Regions from separate parts of the Sus scrofa genome. Here region 2 is linked to region 1. The links are chromatin contacts, called in public HiChIP or PLAC-seq maps. All regions are on one chromosome and are shown on one strand. Each heading gives the region's core, a stretch centred on a gene start, on an enhancer-like site or on the middle of the called end of the contact. The rest is flanking DNA. Distances are from core to core; before and after follow the strand shown. Region 1 overlaps LPP (lipoma-preferred partner). Region 2 overlaps LPP (lipoma-preferred partner).

Evidence for each region. HiChIP or PLAC-seq counts read pairs in DNA pulled down with a chosen protein or histone mark.
Region 2: an H3K27ac HiChIP or PLAC-seq map of skeletal muscle shows a contact between it and region 1. The contact joins two enhancer-like sites. A contact is called at or near these places in 2 of 2 datasets of contacts at active chromatin or transcription factors (alveolar macrophages and skeletal muscle).

Annotation. Positions count from the first base shown.
Region 1 is chr13:125,906,441-125,912,297 of Sscrofa11.1, forward strand. All of the region lies in intron 2 of LPP (lipoma-preferred partner), which reads left to right. Among named protein-coding and RNA genes, the nearest start is that of LPP, 130 kb to the left of the region's middle. Within about 2 kb of position 3,146, at least 21 of the 83 cell types and tissues checked have an H3K27ac peak or open chromatin away from gene starts, as enhancers often do. A contact at or near this core is called in skeletal muscle, where this site is marked.
Region 2 is chr13:126,001,825-126,007,853 of Sscrofa11.1, forward strand. All of the region lies in intron 2 of LPP (lipoma-preferred partner), which reads left to right. Among named protein-coding and RNA genes, the nearest start is that of LPP, 220 kb to the left of the region's middle. Within about 2 kb of position 3,712, at least 3 of the 83 cell types and tissues checked have an H3K27ac peak or open chromatin away from gene starts, as enhancers often do. A contact at or near this core is called in skeletal muscle, where this site is marked.

The DNA.
Region 1 (5,857 bases), core at 1,896-4,395:
TCTTCTTAATCCCGTTTTTCTTGAGGCAGAGGGAAAGGGGATGTCTTCTTAAGATGCTGGTGACATTCTCAGTGAGATTAGGGCAGGATGTGCCATCTCCTTTCCTAGCTCTCAAGTTCTCAGAGGATCAACCTTCCTTCTATCAGGATTTGCCTTTGAAGAGGAGGAAGTGGTTTACATGATGACCTCTGAATTTCTGACTTTGGTTATGAACCTCCTGTCCAAGGAAGGTGGACAAGCCAAGGTGTCTGTTTATGAAACTGAGTGAAATTCCAGCCTTGCTTTGTGACCCTGACCCTTAGGAACACTTCAGGTTCAGGCTGCACTCACATGCTGTTCTCTAGAAACCCATCTTCCATATCATCATTATTGGGATCTGAACTCAGTTGCTGCTTGTGAAACACCTTTTCTTGATTGGCAGTGCAGATTCTGCATGTACTGCTGAATGTTGCTTCCAGTGACTCATGCATAGGAAAAAACTCTTTGTGTTTAACATGCCATAGACAGAAACCTTAGGTGGAAAGAAGATGTGTGATGAAGAGGAAAGAGAAAAAGAGCAAGGCCAGGACTCCTGGTTCCAGTCCTAAATGTGCCAGAGACATATTGTGTATCATGTGGCCTTAGTTTCTTGATCTATAAAATAAGACACTAATAATTACCAGGAAAGGTTCTTTTTTTTTTGGTCTTTTCTAGGGCTGCACCCATGGCATATGGAGGTTCCCAGGCTAGGGGTCTAATCGGAGCTATAGCTGCCGGCCTGTGCCACAGCCACAGCAACGCCAGATCCGAGCTGTGTCTGCAACCTACGCCACAGCTCATGGCAATGCCAGATCGTTAACCTGCTGAGCGCTGCCAGGGATTGAACCTACAACCTCCTGGTTCCTAGTCAGATGTGTTAACTATTGAGCCACGATGGGAACTCCTAATTACTAGGAAAGATTCTTATGTAAGTAAACTGGGATTACTTAGGTTAAGCATCTGGCAGAGCACCGGACACTGTTCAACAACAGAGCATCTCAATGAAGTTGTAGAGACTCACTTATGAGCCTGGGCTCTAGTACCATTTGAAATTGGATGATTTCTATAACTTCAGTGTGACTAGGTTACTAAACCTCTCTGAGTCCCAGCCTAAATGGATTTTATTTGGGATTAAATATATCTTGCCTACTAAGTTGGAAAGATTAGAGAACCTTTGTTAAAGACCTAGCACAGTGGTGTTTCTCAGCTTCTGGCCCTGGGTTGACCCTCCCCACTGCCCCAGCTTCTGTGGAGTGATGAGATGGACTCTCTGGGGTGATGTGCCACACAGGTGCTGATGGAAATTTCCCTCAGAGTCAAGGTGCTTTCCTGTCTCCTGGGCAGAAAACATTCTTCTCTGGAAACCTGACCTATAAAGTTGATTTAGTTATGGAGAGGCTGATTTTAGGAGGATACAAACCAGAGTATGTATGGAAAAGTGCAGCCAGTCTGGTGGAGGTTGTTTTAAGAACTTTCATGTGAAGAGCTGTTGAAGAGCTGGCAAGAAAGATGGACTTTGGGTGCCAGGAGAAGGTTGAGATGGTGATGGAGAGATGAGGAAGTGCTTGTCCAGGGTGGAAGTGACCAGGCCTAACACAGGAGAGTAGCAGGTGAGGATGGAAGGGTGGGGCTTAGCAGAAGGAAGATGGGGATTAGGAGGCCCAAGGAAGAGGTGGAGGGTTCAGATCAGAGTACTGGGTGCAGAGACACCACAGAACAATGAGGGTGTAGTTGTGGGGCTTCCAGAATAAGGACAGGAGCTTTCTGTTGTCACCATCCTACTAGGGAGAAGAAGGAATGGTCCTAGATGTTTTTATATGTGTGTGTGCATGAGTATGTATTAGTAATAGGACCAAAGAGGTTGGGGACTTACCCAAGGCCATGCAGCTAGGAAACATCTTTCATTTGCTTAAAGTGCTAAGTTTGGTAATGACTATGAGTGACAGAAATGGGCAGGAGGAGTGTGTAGGGAAAGGGCCTGGGCCCCATTTCCTGCTCCCTCCCAGGCAGGTAGTGAGTAGGAGTTTTAAGTTTCACTGTTTGATAGCATCACCTCCTCTGCTTTCCCAGAAATTATTCCTCGAAGTATGACTCGAATCGTTACTCTGCTGGGAGATGTCTCAGTTCAGAGCTGACTTTCTGCTATGGTTGTTTACTAGAAAAATGGTGGCCCTGGCAGTTCAGAGGTGGCATAATGAAGTGAAAGAACAGGGGGCCTGGATCTGAGAGTTGGCCCTGCTCTCAGAGGCAAATGAGATTGGGTGAGTGAATACACATCTTAGTGCCTGGCTTTTTCCTCTGTAAATTGGAGGATGATGATTCCTACTTGATGAATTTGTTGTGACGATGCTTTGCGAATTGCAGTGTTGGTCCTGGTACAGTAAAGTGTCTGGACTTGGATTTTGTTTCTGTGTGTATGCAGCAGAGGGGGAGGTGGTGAGTTGGTCAGCTCTCATGGCTGGTGCAGGTCTCTACTAGTAAGGTTAGACCCGCATTTTCTTCTTTTGGAGGTGGCATGTCTTGAAATATTGTGATTACTGCCTGCTTGGCTCTACCCTGCCTTGGCCTGATCACTCGTCTAGCATTTCCCCTTTAACCCCAGCTATGGGCTGAGAATCTCCTAGCTCTTGTGTTACTTGGGTGGATTTCTGAACTTCTGGGCCTTTATTTCTTCATCAGCAAAGTGGGGAAAATAATCAGCTCAGCTGCTGTTTGTATTGTGAGGATTTGCTGAAGAAAGAGATGTGAAAACCCACTGTAAGTTGTATTGAACCTTGGTATTTTTGGAGCCCATTTTCTTTCTTTTCTCCCTTCTGCTAATAGCCAGGGGCTATCTTTGGCCTTCAAAAAATGAAGCTGTACAGAGTAAGAAACGGGAGCTTTAAAGGAAGGTGACTCTCCAAGGCTCCAGAGTGAATTGGCGTCCTGGATCTGTGCCCAGTTTTGTCACAACATGTCAGATTCCTCCCTTCTGTGCAAGCCTGTTTTGTCCATGCCTATGACTTTCCCTGGGGGGAAATAGAAACTTCTGGACAGGGTGTCAGCTCTTTGAAGCCTTGAAGGTGGTGGGAGAAGTCTGTGGAGTGGCTGCTGCGGCTGTTGAGGTTCCTGTTCACTGCCCCTGGTGTCCAGCAGTGACTAGTAACTTGGGTATTTCGGTTTGGGGTGAGTCACCAGGCCCATGAGCCAGAGGACCTGTGTGTGCTTGGCAGCAGGCTGGGATTAATCCGAAGGCAACACTGCTCGTCCTGACCCCAGGACCCGCATACTCTGGCTGGATGAGGAAGTCCTCTCTGATCCTCAGTCACCTTAGCTACATATGGAAGCTTCTGGAGAAAAGATTTTTCTCCTTTCCTGCTTTATGGGGTTCATGTGGAAATCAAAGGACAGAAGGGATTTTTAATAAATAATATTTCAATATTCAGGTAACATTAGTTTCTGCTTCTTAAGACAGGCAGCTGATTTCTCTTCTTTGCTCCCTGCCAGAATTAATGTATTGATACCAAAAAAGAAAACCAGGTAAAGTCCTGAGGATGGTTGGTTAACAATCCAGTGTTTTTTATTTTTGTATTTGGTGTCTGAGGTCTCTGAATTTAAGCCTGCACTATGTCAAATATGTCTTGGGGGTACAAAGTAAGAAGGGACCATGTAAATGTAAATCAAAGCACAAGTTCAAGATCTCAGGTTTTCCTGACATGTCTATCTTGTTTTACAATATTCCATTCTTCACAGACACTGGGGCTCTGGCTCCTGTGGAGACACTTCTTACAGAGACGTAATCTTTTGGCTCACAAGGTCTATATGTGGGAAACTGAGTCCCAACAAGGCCTCGCATGGAGGAAATGGCAAAAACAGAGATGAGAAGCCAGCTCTTGGGATCCTCAGTTCCCTGTTCATTCTGACACATCACTCTTCCCTCCTGTCAGGTGAAGAGAGAAGCCAGATGGTTTGACAAATGGTTCTTGTTGCTGTCAAATCTGGCTTCTCTTTCTGCTCAGAAAGACAGTTCTTACCTTCCCTTTTTTCGGGGGATTAGGAGGGGTGGCGGAGAGGGAGGGAGGTGTATGGAGGATGAAAAACATTTTACTGCCTGGTTCTGTGGCAGAGATGACCAACAAGCTCTCGTTTCTTTGTCAAGTAGTGAAGCTGAGGCGATGAGGCATCGTCACCTTGAATTTAGAGCACACAGAGGCCTAGAAATGGCAGGCTGTATTAGGAGACAAACATTGATTTTGTATATATTCATCTGAAAAAAAAAAAGTTTAAGATGCCATATCCATAAATACTAATAAGGCTGTCTGATTCCAATTTTCAGGTGAGATTAGCATTTTATTGAGTATTTTATCTGTCAGATTCAATACTCAATGTACCATCCTCCCAGGCTTATTAGCATAATTGCTGTGCTTAAGCAACAATAAAAAATTCAGCAGTAAAATAGCAGTTAGTGCAGGCAATTTGTTATCAAAAGCTTTTACTTAAGGACAGCTCCAGCCTGCATTTATTAGCAAGTTAGGGTTATAATTTATTTTTATTTGGAAAAACAAAAGGGGGGGAAGATTTTTGCTTTTTTTGTTTTGGAAATAATAGAGAAATTAAAAGGCATTGCCTCTCTGGGAAATTGTCTACATCCGTTCTTCTTGTGCCCAGAGCAGGCTGGGATGGGAATGGATTCCGCTTGTGAGGTACAGTGGCTCAGACGAAAAGTCACTCTCCTCAGCATTGGAATAAGTGGGTAGTAAACGCCCATTTATGTTAGTACAGGTGTTTCCAAAACACTTTTTGTATCCCTTTTGTTGCTTAAATCTCAGACTAGTCCTGTGAGGGCTCCCTTTGGAGCATTGGAGACAGAGTTGGAATGGTTTTTTGTAGATGGGGCAGTTGGGGGTACTCTTACAGCTGTTTTTCCTTTGAAGTCCTGGTTGAAGCAATTCTGCCATATGAATTTTCTGTTTATATCAAGTGTCCTCCATTTCTTGTATTTATAATCTATCTCTCTCTGTCTCTTTTCTCTTTCTGCCCCCACCCCGCTCCGGCTCTCTCTTGCTCACTAGTTCAACTGACTCAGGAAAGCCCTGTGATGATCATCTGTGAGGAACTCAGTGCAAAAATAGATGATTTTATAAATAATGTGGTAGTTTTTATAGAGAAGACAGATAATATTTTAAAAGGTGGAGGTTGGGAAGTCATTTTTCTTTGTTTCTTAGGAAATGTATCAGAAGTAAGAACACTAAATTGAAGCTTTTGAGTATGTTTTAGGCTTCAATTATGAGTAATAATTTTCACATTGAAGGTAACGTTTTGGGTGAAAATGGACAACTGAAGCTCCCAAGTTTTCAGAGAAGTTATCTTAGCATCTTAGGATTTCTTTCCTCAGTAAGTTCGGAGAAAGATTATATGAGCATTGACTCTGAATATCTCTAATGTGCAAGGTATGTGCTGGCCATTGTGGGGTTTAGGGATCAGATCAGAAAGGGCTGTGAGACTCAAGATGTGTTTAGACTATTAGAGAGGAAATTCATAACAAAACAGCTTTTTTTTTTTTTTTGCAAGTACGATTCTTTATGACCCCCTCTCTTTTTAAAAATTAAAGCATGATTTATAATGTGCCAATTACTGCTATGTAGCAATGTGACTCTGTCAATATATATATTGACACATTCTTTTTTATATTATTTTCCATTGTGGTCTATTCCAGGAGATTGGATATAGTTCCCTGTTGTGTACAGTAGGACCTTATTTATCTGTTCTAAATGTAATAGTTTGCATCTACTAACCCCAAACTCCCAGTCTGTCCCACTGGGCTCTATATATGACTCTAGTAGGAATTGATTTTAGATTC
Region 2 (6,029 bases), core at 2,462-4,961, 96 kb after region 1:
CTCACAATCATTATAATATTTTAGAGCAGAGGGTTTTCAACCTGGCTCATAGCATAGGTCTCAAAGGAGGGCTAAGGAGTAATAATGTTTTGTACTTCCCCCTACAAATGAAGTTGTGAAGTTGCCAAAGGTTAAAGATTTAAATAAATTTGAGGAGCTATTTTATCAATTTGCTTATTTTATTCTTGGGATTTTCTTAAAGATTTGGCATCAAGAAATATTTTTTTGCTAACAGAAAGTTTGAAAACTACTGGTTTGAGATTTTTAATTTCATCTTATTGTTCTAAAGCTATAAGGCTAAGTTAAAGAAAAGGGAGAACTGGACTTTTTAAACTTGGTACACAGAAAAAAAAAAGTAGGAAACTAGGTAAATATTTAAAATATCTGGAGGGCTGCCATGTATACGTTGGCTTGTGATTCCAAGGCCGAGGTAGGACTGATCAATGTTTTCTTAGGGGAATACAAGTTTCAGCCTCACATAACTTTCTAACAGTTACAACTTTTGTGCCATGGAAGGGGTGCCATGAGGTAATGAGTTCCTGGTCATTGGTTGTGGGCAAACAAACTGGCAGAGGGTGTTTAAGTTGCAGCTTCAGCTCCACATTAGAAGAAATAACTATTAATTTTATGTTGCTTGGATATTAAACTTCTATATTGCTGAATAAGTCATCAGCTACTACCTTACATCATATGGGTGTGTGTTATTTCCCTAGAATGTCAGCCAATCCTGTATATTCTTCATATTTGGCATTGTCTTTTTTTTGCATATAGTCAGTAATTGATAATAATTCACCAGCCCTCACATCGAGAGAAATTAGAAAGGGAATATCATCCACCTATGTCATTTTGAAACTGATCCGAAACAGCCTGGCTCGTTTTTACTCAGCGGCTATTGGTCATTGCTTTTACAGATTTTTGTCTCTGTTTCAAAATCTTGAAATAAAAGTGGAACAACTTCCAACATGACTTAAGAAAAAGGTCACTAGTTGAAAATGGTTTCAATTGTTTTGCTATTAAATGTGAAATTGCAAAACTAGCCTCTCTTACATAATTTGAATTTATAACACATTCTAATGAGAAACCTGTTTTTTCATACCATTTCAAATATTGAGAAATTTCTCCAGGCTTTTGAATTGGTGTTAAACAGAAATTATTATTTTGGAGCATATAATACATAAAGTTGAATCTCTTTGTATTTTAAAACTCTATCTCATGGCCCTTGAAGGATGAAAATTTGTGCCTCTTCTCCCTCCCCTTTATTTTCCCAATGATTGGGCATGTTAGTTTAATTAAGCAATGTCCTTATATTTTACCCTTAGAGTGAGGTAGATTTTGGATTTAATAGAAATTTAAGATGAAAATTAATATTAGAGAAACAAAGATTAATTTGGAAACTTTAATTTATAATAACCATATTATCTAAATTCAGTGACATTAATTCAAATTATACTGTCAAACTCTATGCAAAAGCTCTAAATTAGTGTACAACCATTAATTGAGATGATAGGATATAAACAGCACAGTTGATAGGTGACAGTTTTGTGAGCAATATAATGTTTAAAAGTCTGACGTGTAATAGTTAACTCTGTGTCTTGTTGCTGTGATTGCTCTTGGCAGGCTATGTGGCCTGGGCAAACATTGCTTCACAGAATCACAAGCTGCAGTATCAGATGTAAATACAGCCTGAGATTTGTCAAGAGAGGGTTTATATTAATTGAAAATGAAATGAAATATTTCTACTTTTTCAAGCTATATCTAAAATAAAGTTTTTTTTTCTCTCTTATTCAATATACTTTTACTGGGATATCAAGGTGAATTTGTAATAAAGGAGAATACAAAATTATTAAAAAAATTCAAATCAATTAAATCATCCTTCAAGTGCTAGTTAGTCTCTGACCTGTCTAATGGGTACAATGGACTTGTAAACAGATAACTGAAACATGGTATTCATGTATTTTAATACAAGTTTGAGCAAGCTGTTGGGGAATGCAGACAATGAGCAGCAATTAACTTGTGGACTTACTCACTTCACAGTGGTTTTAGAATGAGAGGATTCCAGCCAGATACCATCAAAGGGAGGCCAAACTAGAGAAGTTGATATTGATGCTTTTTCCCATAGTCACTTTTTCATCCTGATGGAGGGGCAACATATAAACCAGGATTTTAAGCCCCTATGAATCAGAGATTCAGAATCTCATCTTTGTAAATCCAGATTTCCACCTTTAGAAATAGATTTACTGAGCTCAATGGGCTCACGCTGTTATTACCCCTTTTCTTGGTCTTGTACAGAAAAAATCTGTTAGAATCAGAGCCATAGAAGAAACTTACTTAGGAGAACTTTTTTTTTTTTTTTTTTTTTTTTTTTAAATAAACACAGCACATTCCACAGACCAGCTATACCAGTCTGTAACATAGCATGTTGTTGAAAGCAGGGTTTTGGAGATCATCTTGTTAATGCTTATTATTTTAGAGCTGGAGGATTTGAGGTCCAGAGAGGGTATATATTTTCTTGGTCACTTAGCCAAATAGAACCACTGTCATTAAATGTGACCCAGAGTGGGAGGTCGGGGGTCTCCTGACTTCCATGCTCACTTCCAGCGGTGTGGGTACTGACTCTTTTGGAAGAGAAATTCTTAATGTCTATGTCCTTTTCTCTGCCGTTTACCTACTCTTCCTAGTATCATCCAACAATCGACAGAGTTTCTTGATTCTTTAATGAAACTTTTCCACTGCAAACACTTTCTGGAAGCAGAATAACTGGGTTTGAATCCAATTTCCAGTATGTACTAGCTGCTATATTACCTTGCATAAGCCACTTGAACTTGTCTAAATCTTGGTTGTTGTATATTCAAGTTAAAAAGAACAAATTGTTCCCTAAGATTTCGCCACCTGAGACTCCATATAACTTCTTGGACATCAAATGGCCTGTCCTGGCTGTTGTCACCCGTTTGTAGCAAATAAAAACCAGTGAGTTAGTAATTGGTTTGTTTCCATTCTCTCCTTTACCTTCTCTTGCAGCCTGGTCTTCCAGTGCTATTGTTTTCCTGTCAGGGCTGATTGTTTCATTTGCAAATGACATTCTGAATCTGAAGTGACAGTGCAATGTGGAGTATGTCTCTATTCAGCCTCACTTCTTTATGGGAGACAATTACTTACTTGAATAGATTGATGCTTCTCTTTTTCTTCTTGGTTTACTGGGATCTGCAGATGTAGTTGGGTTTTTCTTGCCACCACCTGTGTTGCCAGCATGGGGATGGCACCTTTAGCATTGATTTGCATTCACGCTTACTCTGTGCAAGGCAGGTTGGCCTTAATGTGTTGATTCCTAGCCTACCTCCCTTCACTCTACAATTCCTGGTCAATGGGACTCATAGGAGTGAAGACAGTTTTTGTAAGAACTTCATCTTACTCAGCTGGCGGACTTTTAGGAGGAATCACGGGACATGAGAGTTGGGAGGAATGGTAGCCAGCATCTAATCTTCAGTTTACAGATAGGGAGATGCGCTGGGAGATATGCTGAGGTTCAAGACACAAGAGTTCAAAAGACGAAAGTGGTAGAGCCGGTGAGTGGCTGAGCTGAAAATTATGCCCAAGTCCTTTGCATTTCAGTCTAGTGTTTTTTTTTTTTCCAGTATTTCCAACTGTCTCTCAGATAGTCTATATAAAGGTTTGGCATTTCTGTGGAGTTGTTCTCTCATCACCCCTTCCGAGTAATGCCAGCTGTCCATGCAGAGAGTGGGGCACTTAGCCAGTGCAGGGCCAAAGCTGCCTGTAAAGAGAAGTGGAGTGAATGCATTGACATTTTCAGTCCATGGCAGATCCTGTTTGCCCTTCCGGCTCTCATCTGACCTGATGCTTCAGAGGAAGAGTGATTACATTTGCTGTTCAACTAACAATTGTGTGCAATTTTCAGCCTGCCTTATTCTTGAACGTTGTCTTCCCACGCTTCCATCACATGCCACAGCATATTTGCTTCGTAATTACACTGGTAGGGACTTACCTACACCACTTGGAAAAGGTTTGCCTAAAGTACTTATTTACTTGTGCATAATAAATCTTGATTGATACCTTGGTAATCTCTGAGATCAATCTAAGGTTCCCTCCCACAAGAGGGAGGATTGAAGAGTCAGGGCAATGAGTGACAAAAAAAGAAGGGGGAAAAAAAGAGGACTGTACTTCCTCACTGGTGATCTAAGAGGAGAATTATAGATGATTTGGCTGACTTTTACTTGTTTCTAGCTATATATATATAATCAGGAGCTTCCATAGACTCATGAGTTTTGAGTAGAGTTGTTGTTAGCGTTTATCTAGTAACCTAATGACATCTTTTTCAGAGGAGGACACTGTGATCCCAGAGAGAGCAAAGGTTGTACTGTGAGCTCATGGTATAGCTAAGACTGGGAGCTAGGTCTGAATTTAGAAGATCAGGTATCTTTGAGCTGAGTTCCAAGTTGGAGAAAAGGATAATTAGCTGTAACCTATAAGGGGAAGCTCAGTGTAGCATTTTAATACCCCCTTAAGGAAGCAGTTTTGAAATTTTAGGAAGGCACTGATTTTTATATAAAGAGAGAAGATAGTGAAACATCTCTAAAATATAGGAGAATGTTATTTAAATCTCAGTTGTTTAAGTGGACAATCCTAAAGTTTAGTTGGCTATCAACTACATCTGATGTTTAAGTCGCAAAGTATCTCAGCTTCTCAAATCTTCCATCAATAAAATGGTGATGTTAATACCTGCCATGTCCCTCAGTATCATTCATTTATTCAGCAAACATTGACCAAGAGCCAGGTCTTGGGTTAATTGCCAAGGGAGATTTAGGGACTAATGCAACATGATTTAAAGATTAATATAAACACTCTGAGTCAATCATTAGCAACACTTGAATCAGAATACATACATAAAGATTCCCAGGTGAATCTAGTGTGCAGACAGTTTGAAAACCACTTCCTTAAGCTTATAGTACTTGGTGTTAGATAATACCATGCAATGGGTGGTTGGTTGTTTTTAAATTTTGGTAATCTAAGTAAATATTTAAAGAAGAGTACACTGTGGATTTTAGAAAAGAAGCAAAACTTGAGCAAACACTAGTTCATTCTATTTTTGTGGATGACAGTGACTTGTCATTTACATGCCATCTTTAGCAAGGCTTGGTAACTTTTTTTAGTATTAAATGTCACTTTACCTGTAGTCTTATGTATTCCCTCTGGTGAGGAAGGGTCTTGGTTGTCATATGGCCTTTTGCAGTTGTTTGTGTTTGGTTATGTTTGATCAGTTTGGTCAGACTTTTGGCTTTATCAGTTTGTGTGGCTCATGATAGATTTGATGGAACAAAGCAGAGAAGACATTGCGGCAAGTAGCACCCAAGAGCTACGAATGGATATAAAAGCAAAACCTCCTGTTTCTATGTGATGACTTCCTTTGGATTTTGGTCTTTTCCTTTTTCCTATAGAGAGGCTGTACCATGGTGGAGACCATGGACTTGGGGGTCCAAAACTTGTGTCCAAGCCTCAGCTTTGCTATTTGTTAGCAGTGTCTCTTTGAGCAAGTTTCTTTAACTCTTACAGCCTTATATTCTTGATCTGCTAAATGTGGAGAATGATAATCTTACCTCATATAATAAATAGGATGATTATGTGGCCAGTAGAAAATTTCATCACATATAATAAGTCCTCAATAAATGCTTGCTATTTTTTGTCACTCTGTAGCTTTCTTGTACTCACTGAACAGTTAGGAGGAGAAGACAGAAGAGCAACAGAGCAGCAAGAGGTGAAACCTCTTAGGTTCTTTGCTTTGCATTTGAGGACAGTTCCTGAAAGACTAGTGCTTAGGGAGCCCCAGTCCTCTAACTCCCTTCAGCTTTAGGCATCTTGCTTAGATAAGGGTCACTTCTCTTGTTTTCCACTCTTCTGATGGTGTTTGTATATTTTCAGAGCCTCTGTGAAGATTTTTCCTTTCACTTCTTATTTTCATGATGATTATAAGCTTAGAGTGAAACCAGTCTAGGACCAGAGGAAGTAAGAGCAGAGTA